Regions from separate parts of the Macaca mulatta genome. Here region 1 is linked to region 2. A link is a contact called in public Hi-C data. All regions are on one chromosome and are shown on one strand. The core of a region is the stretch at or near the end of the contact, and the rest is flanking DNA. Distances in the headings are between cores, read along the strand shown. Region 1 holds the start of KRCC1 (lysine rich coiled-coil 1). Region 2 holds the start of THNSL2 (threonine synthase like 2).

What was found. A called contact is a pair of places that touch in the nucleus more often than the background predicts.
Region 1: a Hi-C map of liver shows a contact between it and region 2, with 2.6 times the contacts expected there. The contact joins the promoter of KRCC1 here to the promoter of THNSL2 in region 2. A contact is called at or near these places in 3 of 14 Hi-C or Micro-C datasets (cortical neurons, fetal cortex germinal zone and liver).

Annotation. Positions count from the first base shown.
Region 1 is chr13:26,105,186-26,109,802 of T2T-MMU8v2.0, forward strand. KRCC1 (lysine rich coiled-coil 1) reads left to right here and starts at 1,285. Exons shown (of 4, transcript XM_028832319.2): 1 at 1,285-1,431.
Region 2 is chr13:25,991,497-25,995,631 of T2T-MMU8v2.0, forward strand. THNSL2 (threonine synthase like 2) reads right to left here and starts at 2,196. Exons shown (of 10, transcript XM_077959068.1): 1 at 2,116-2,196; 2 at 1,150-1,341.

The DNA.
Region 1 (4,617 bases), core at 35-2,534, 110 kb after region 2:
TATGGACCAGTGATGACAACGTACCATGACAAACGATTGTGCTTAATCTACTCTGTGTAATTAGGACATAATAAAGGAAAGAGAGATTATAACTGAGGCTTTATTGTATAGATCATAAAATGTTTTGTTTTACTTATTTTCCTTTTCTTCGTCCTTTTCTTCCTCCATGCAGGCTTGCTTGCACGTAGTCATTTCAGTAGAGGGTAGTCACTAGGAATTGATTAACTTCATAACCTAACCCCAGAGCTGCAGGCAAGACTGATGAATTTGTTTTTCTTTTAAAGAACAATGGACCTAGCACGGTGGCTCACACTGGTAATCCCAGCCCTTTGGGAGGCTGAGGTGAGTGGATCACTTGAGCCCAGAAGTTCGAGACCAGCCTGGGCAATATAGTGAGACATTCCCACCCCCTGCCCAATCTCTATAAAAAATGAACGAAAATCACCCAGGCGTATGTGCCTGCCTGCAGTCCCAACTACTTGGGAGGCTGAGGTGAGAGGATCACTTGAGCCCAGGAGGTCGAGGCTGCAGTGAGCGGTGATCGTACCACTGCACTCCAGCCTGGGCCATAGCACAAGACCCTATCACAAACAAAACAACGATGACTCTTAGGTCACGCAGACCTCCTTGATGGTCCAGATGGGGCATCATCTGATGGGGCAGATGAGACCTAGAGTCCCAGGGAGGAAACACTTTGATCACGGGGGATCCCACCCTCTTTATTCTTACCTTACTCATAAAAGCCCCCCCGTTACGTTCAAAGGCATGTCAGTATCTGAGAGACTTCTCCCGCTCTCTCACTTTGGCCAAATGGAATAAACCTTCCCCCGCTCCTAAGCACTGAATGTGTCAGTTTTGGCTTACTGCCCATTTGGTACACGAACCTATATTTGGGGGTTGATAAGGCAACAGATCATGTATTTTTAAGATATTTGGGGGTGGAACTGTAAATTTCCAGACTTTTTTTTTTTTTCACTCAGTTGGCTTTATACTCCTTCTCCCAAGGCGAGCGGCCCCACGAACTTTTCTTTGCCCCCGAAAGGAGGGCAGAGGGACAGGATCAAAACCAGTCGCTCCAGCAAGACGTTAGAACCGCGCCGGGAACTGCCAGGCCCAGTGGGCGAAGCAAGCAGCAAGGCGGGGCTCAAGGGGCTTCCTGGGCGTTGGGCTCGCAGCGCAAGCGCACTAGCGCGCCTCGCCGCCATGGCGTCTGCGCTGTCCAGTCATAAGCCGGTAGTGGCGGCGACTTCCCCTCAGGAAGCCGGGTCTCCGCCTCCTCCTCCCATCCCGCCTGCTCGGCGGCGGAGGCGGCGGCAGCGGCAGCGGTTGTTCCTGCCTCTCCGCCACCTCCACCGCGGCTTATCCCCTGGCTGGCGGCGTTGGCGGGGCGGGGGACAGTAGTTGTAGACGCCCGCCCCTGCCTCAGAGAAGGTGAGTTCCCGCCCCGGCGGCGGGGGCGGCCCGGTCTTCAGCCCCTCAACTCCTGCGCTCCAGGACAGGCCTCGCGCGCCCAGCCCGCCGGGCGCGCCCCGAGTGTGCGAAATGGCCGACTAGGGCGCGGCCCGAGTCCCGCGCACCCCTCACCGGCCGCCGCTCCCGGAAAGGGGCGCAGGGCTTCCGAGTGAAGTGCGGAGGGAAGGGGCGCTCGGCTTGCGGAGGAAGCCGAGGTCGGAGTGGGAAACTAGGGGCGGCCAGGAGGAAATCTAGACCCGGAGCGTCAGGGAAAGGGAAGTGGGGTTGATGAGGAAACTCGAAAATTGAGGGGACAGGGATAAGTAGAAAAAAGCCCAAACGTGGAAGAGGGTAAGCTTCCGTTTGGTGAAGTTCAGCATCCTGGAAAGTAGAGACTTCGACGTAGGACACTTAGGGAGAGGTGGATTTAGGAATCGGGGAAAGCAGGAAGTAGCGGGACCCTTGGGGGAAGAGAAGAGGGGATGAGGTTTAGCGGGGGATCACTGGAGAGTTTTCCTAAGCTTTTGAGCATATGGCCCTGTAAGACAAGCTTCTAAGATTTATAGGCCCGTCTTGATAGTGATCTGGGGTTTTATGTGTGTGTGCTTTTAATCCTCTAATTTAGAGACGGAGGTCTCGCTGTGCCCAGGCTGGAGTGCAGTGGCGCGATCATAGCTCGCTGCAGCCTCCAACTCCTGGGCTCAAGGGATCCTTCTGCCTCAGCCTCCGGAGTAGCTGGGACTATGGGCGCGAGCTATCGCGCCCAGCTGAGTTTTAATATGTACCTACCAATGTCAGAGATACAGGAAGCTGGACATTAAAGCGCTGAAAAAGGATTTTATTCCGCAACTACTGACGGGGGAAAGGCTGAGCTCCATTCCTATTTTCACCGAGATGATTGCGAGTTTTAAAGGGAGAAGTAGGGAGTGGGAAGAGAGGGCTCAAGTAGAGTCAGGGAGGTGAAAAATTACAAAGGGCTGGTCACTGCATAAATGCAAGTAGGCCAGCTCTGTCTCCTATCTTGGAATTATCTGAGATAAAATAGGATCCTCCCACAGAGACCGGGAGTCAGGCCCAGTCCTTCCTGGTTACATTTCAGAGCATTGGCTTCCAGGTCCTTAAGGAAGACACTCCTGAATTGTAAGAGGTACAAACACATCTCAAAGGAACGGAGGAGGATTCGTAGTTGTGAGCCCTTTTTAGTAAATGCTTTTTAAAAGGGAAGTCAGGGAGCTGTTATTAGGTGTTGGTTAGAACAAACAGTAAAATTTTTTTGGCAGCCTGGCTTTTCCAACAGGAACTCAAAAGAGGGCTGGATTGCCCTCATGGATGTGGCCTTAGGCTTCTCGAGGCCATGTTAAATTTTGGTCAACTCTCCAAGGATGGGGAGAGTTTTTGCAGTTCTCCAACACATTGCCCCTAACACAAAAGGCTATTTCTTATCCATCTTAATCTGAGAGACGTTTGAGTTCTTACCATAATAGTTCTATATGTCTACAAACAGCCTGCTGGTTGCAAACCATGAGATAAGGCTTAAAGCAGTTTTGGGAATTATTTTAGTTGATAGTGCTTGATCCCACTGCAGAAGACATAAGTGAAACATTTAGCCATGTTCAGTATCAATTTTTTTAGTATTTGCTGTGTTGCCTTATGTTGCTGTTTGTCTTCACAGTGAAAGATGATGGGAGCCAGAATATTGTAGAATAATTTAGATTCCTTTTTCCAGGAGAGACACCTGTAAATATAACTCCATAAAAATACTGATTTCTTGTTTATCCTTTTTCATGATACATTTTGCATGTTATCCCATAATATTTTACACAATTGACTTTGTGTCAATTGACTTTGGAGAACTAGCAGAGGAGTAAAATACTGCAAATTTCTTAAAACATTTTTGTAAGCACTTTTTCTGTTCACTAAAAATAGGGATTAGTCATTGCAACCAAATGTTGAAACTATTAAGTTCTCTTAGTGAAGGCAGTTTTGGAAGACTAGATTTAGTGTCTTCAGTCAGCCTGGATTATTTTGCTTTTATAACAAATTTCCTGCCTCTCACTAATAAATAAGCCTGAGCAGTTTAAAGACTACAATTCAATTTGGCTCACATGGCCAGACCACAGGAAGATTTGGAAACAGCTTCTCATGGAAAAAGCTTTTTGCCAGACTCAGCATGTGTTTTTGTTTTTGATTTTGCAATGACTTCAAATATGTGCAAAAGACTTTAAAAGATGTCAGTTCACACAATACTTTCTGTTCCACCTCAAGGTGGTAAAATGAGAATACTGGAATAGGAGTCTGACTAGTTACAGGTTCTAGTGCTAGTTTCTCCTACAGCTAAATGACCCTGAGTAAGTCCTACTTCCTGGATTTGAGTTTTGTCATCTGTGGGTGGGGGAATTGGACTAGCCCAGTGACTCTCATCTAGGGATGATCGTACCCCCCCCCAGAAGACCTCTGATAATGTGGAGACATTTTAGGTTGTCATCACTGAGCAGAGAGGGAGAAGAGCCAATCATAATTCCAAAAGACACAATCCTGAATGTTGAAATCCCGAAAGATGAAAATCCCTAAAGTTTAAGTCCCCAAAATCACAATTACAAAAGGCCAAAATATTGAAAATAATACATCTGGGAAAAGTACTTTTTTTAGTTCTTTAAAATATGTTTGTTTACATTTTTAAAGGGGGATTTATTTAAGAAACATGACAGAACACTTCATAGGTCATTTGACACAATAAAACGCAATGGTAACATTTTGCAAACAAGTATACTAACAGTCACATGCATATAACAGTTAGGAGCAGATGAGCTGTATTCATAAAGAAGTAGATCAAAAAGGGAAATGTATAAAAGCATGTCACAATGGTTGGTAGTCGTGTGCACCTAGCTTAATAACTGGTCATCTGAAATACTGTGACAAGTCTTTTGATGAGATAGGTCAAAACCTGTAGTGGGTCACTGTTCACTTACGCAGTTGCCCAAAGAGCTGAAACCTGAAGAAATTTTTATCTTTCACAAATGCAGATACGCAAAAGACATCTCTCATCTCTTCATTTGTTGAGGAAGTTTCAACGTTTTTAGGTACATGCACAGTGCTTACACACAAAGTCAGTGTTTTGATAATGTACTTTCATGAAGTCACATTTGCAAAAAATGCATAAGACAA
Region 2 (4,135 bases), core at 946-3,445:
ATCAATTAAATTAGACTCTAAATAAGAGGCTCCTCAAGAGAGTCTAACATGCAGCCAGGGTTGAGAAGAGGGTGACCAACTTATCCCAGTTCGCCCAGGAGTTTTCTGGTCTTAAAACTGCAAGTCCCATGTCCTAGGAAACCGCTCAATCCCAGGCAAACTAAGATGGTTGGTCATCCTAGTGGATAACCAGTGTTCTCCCTCTTAGCCTAATCCTATGACAGTTACAAGTGCTGACATGCAGTCTTTAAAACTAACTGGCCCTGCATGGACTGAGTTCTCTGGTTCCTGGGGAAGCCCAGGGCACCTTAGGCCTAACTCTGGTCACACTTCCACAGATGCCATGTCAAGGAGCTGGGCTTGAACTCTGAACACCTTCCTCTGGATCATGACAGTGAATTTAGGGGCACTGGCTTCGAAGCCCCAGAGTAACTCTGGGGATGAATTTGACAAGACATAGCCCTCAGTATTAGTTTGGACTTTCTGTGCCAGGGTGGGAAGGGAACCCCTGCCCTCTAAGGGCAAAGCCACCCAAAGCTCTCTACCTACATGAGGCCTATGAGCACTGACCTGGAGGAATTCTCATTTCCTAGTCTGTGGCTCTGACATCTATGGGCCCAAGTGCAAGTCTCACGTGGGCTGCCACATGCCACTCTCTTACCTACAAATATAAGTGTATCTAACTTAGAGACAGAGACAAGCTTGATCATACAAACCATGAATCTTTTGAAAGTGATTATGCTGGGACAATGGTATAAGCCAGAACTGTCTCTGGCAACCTAGGACACAAGGTCACCCCATGTGGAAGTCCATGTCAAAGAGATGAAATCTGGCTAACTCCAAAAGTTAACTGCAGTGGATAAGCAAAGCAGACAGTATTTCACAAAACAGAACCAGGGTTGGGGGGCAGGTGTTAGCGGTGCTCAATAAAGAGAGGAATTTCTGCAATTCTGTAGTAAGAGTTAGAGCCAACGCAAACTGCCCAAGACCCTGGCATAACAGAAAGACGGCCTTCATAGGACCAGACTTAAATGCTACGCCTTAGCCCAAAGAACCCGTCGCAGGAGTGAGGGCAGGAGCAAGCAGGGCAGTAAGGTACAGCAAAAGAATTTTTGGAATGCCCTTCCCTGGGTGGAAGGAATATCACACCTGGGGCACTGGGAAGGAGGATATGGACCAACTGTCCAGCAACAGAGGACAGAGGGGCTGGCGCGGGGCTCTGAGCAGGTCATGGAAGGAGCTGGCCTCATTAGCACAGACCCATGCCCCTCACGCAACAGGACTGTCTCTGTTCTGTCCAATGCCCTCCAGGGGCAGCATTCCCGTGCCAATGGAGCAAAGCTAAAGAGAAATACACATGGTTGGGTTCAATGTAAGCCAGAGGCGGAAACAGCAACCACAGGAGGTGGCGAGGTTGAAGAAGAAAACCAAGTGCTGTTTGTTGGGCTGCTCTGTGGGGCCTTCAAGCATGGGACGCAGACCCGGACTACGTGACTCCTGGGATTTTATATTCTAATAATTTTCCCTCACGACTCCTCTGGACCCTATTCCAGAGTAGAGAAGGTCAGAAAAACTCTGACCGATAACCAGGATAAATAAACACTATGGTAAATAGGAGCGGCCCGAAGGCTGGGAACCAGAAGGTGGGTAGACGGGCGCTCCTCAGGGAGGTGGAGGGGTTTTGTGAGAAGCGGTGGGGCAGGGCGGAGACTCGGACCCCAGGAGCCTACGGCACCCCTAGGGGTGGAGGCAGGCCCCGGGCTCTCTCAGCCTACCGGCGCCAGTCATCCCGCCAAGGAGGGCCGCCTAAACCCTCAGGGGGCTCGCAGGCGCCTGAGGTTCCACTCCCTGTCCCTGAAAACACCACGGACTTCTGTTCCGCGTTTCTCCATTGACTGCCCAAACCCCGCAGAAAACGCAAAGCATCAGAAACCCCACCACCACCCTCCTAAGTTCCCCCAAGTCCGAGCGCCGGAACCAAAGGTTCCAGAAACGGGCGGGGCAGCCGACGCGGGCCTGCTGGAGTCAGGGCTGAGCAGAGCCGCAAGAGCGTCCGGAGCTCGGAAATCTCGCCCGCTACGACCCCGGGTGGGCGGCAAGGTTGGCGCGGGTTACCGGTACGGGGAGCGGAGCGCAGCGGGGATGCCCGGGCTGCCAACGTGAGCACTCCCGAGGCCGCGTCCCCGGCGGTGGGGTGGGGCTTCCGGTCGGGGCCGGAGCTATGGTTCTCAGCTCCGGGGAGGGAAGGACCTGGGGGTGGGGTGGGGTGGGGTGGGGAGCGGTGGGGAGCGGTGGGGAGCGGAGGGCGGAGCGCGGAGGACAGCGCGTGGGCCGCGGTGCGGGATCAGGGAAGTATCACCAGGGAGAAGCCCTGTGCCCCTCCCGCGGCCCGTTTTTTAAGGCGCTTTAGTAAACGCTTTATTCACATTCGGCTTCAGAATCTTCGTTGCAGGGCTGTGAGTCCCACCAAACCTCATTTTTCAGTTTAGAAAATGGACTGCAAGGTGCGAAGAAGAAAGGCCCTGCGTTCCTTTAGGATTCTTGTCTCTCATCTGCAGCATCAGAGAGCTGGAGAGCATGAGAGCCTTGGTTCTCAACCTGCGGTTAGTCTGTTAGGATTTCAGAACCCACCAGATTGGTGACATCGGCTCAATTCCGAAAATTCTTTATAAAAAAATTTCAGTGGTTTTGGGGGGTATGAAAATTCTTTATATTTTTTGAGAAACACTTTTTATTAAGCATAGGTCTATTCTAGGATAAAAGCCCGTCACCCCCATTCATTTTTTAAGAGAAACAAAAAGGCAAGAACTTGAAGGAAAAACAAAACAGCAACAACAACAAAAACGCCCTCTAGATAAGCCCAAATGCCCCTGGATTCACATTTAGCTCCTGGGGCCACCCACTGAAGCAAAATTAGAGGAGGTAGACCAGAGAGGTTCAGGCAAAGGTTTAGTTCTGAGTGGGCCAGGTCACTCTGGCAGTCCCATCTGGGCCTCCAGCGACCCTCTCGTGTTGCCTGTTTCTGCCTATTTCTTCCTCCTATCTCTGACATCCTCCTACACTTGTGGTTTCTGCTTACTCAACTTACCTGTTCTCCAAAATTCGGCCCATACATGGTGCCCTCTTGACATGTCCACACAGGTGCATGCACCTACCATGGATTGACCCTAGTCTGGGTGGATCTCAGATTCTGGAAAGAGAGAAGGAGAGAGAGACTGGTCACTGCTCAGCTAATGGGATTGGCCTTCTTGTCCCAAGCTGGGGCTGAGGACTTGTCACAGAGTTCACACAAGGGTCAGAGGGGACATTCCAAGAGAGACGGGTATAGGCCAGGCAGGGACCCCCAAAGGGTTTTCATCCCCTCTATCAGGTGTACTTAATCACTCAGAGGCCAGGGAAACTGAGGCCCATGGCAAAAATAAGATTCAGCAGCGTGTGTTACAGCACTCGTGTGTGTTACAGCGTGTGCTACAGACTCAACCAGTAGAGTCTGCATGAGGACAGATGCACCTTCCACGGACCTCTCCCACAAGCTCTCTGCCACAGTTACACAGGCCTGCAGGCCTTTGCGATTCTATGGGCAGGAGGAGTGGCCAGAAACTGCTCTCTGAATTGTAGTTTTGACTCCCCAGAAAAGAGAGGAGCAAAATGCTCCGGGAACAACAGGGTTCATTAGGAATCTCTGCCTGAGACATAAAGAACAGGACAGCCGCAGAGAAGGGAAACATCCGCATGGCCCATGAGGAAGACAGAATTCTGAATTGCCAAGCAGCAGTAGGGATGTGGAGTTCTCGGGGACTTCTACACGGTATCAGCATTTAGTTTTTATAGGATTAGAAACCACCTGTTTTTTTTTTTCTTTTCAACCTTTATTGATTAGAGTGCTTAGCTGTCTATAACATTGAAGCCAACGATCTTCCAGCCAATGCTGAAGCAGAGCCCTGGGGTCGATGCCGTGCTGTTTCTTCTGTGTGACCCAGGAAGAACTATTTTAGAGAGGCTTCTCCAAAGCTGTACAGGAGAATTTACCTTTGTTGCCATGCACTGGATGTAGGAGTTAGGGACCAGAGCCCTTGCTAAGGATTAGGTTAGGGCCTGGACTTCTGGAGAAGAAAGCAACCTGCTAAAAGTCCTC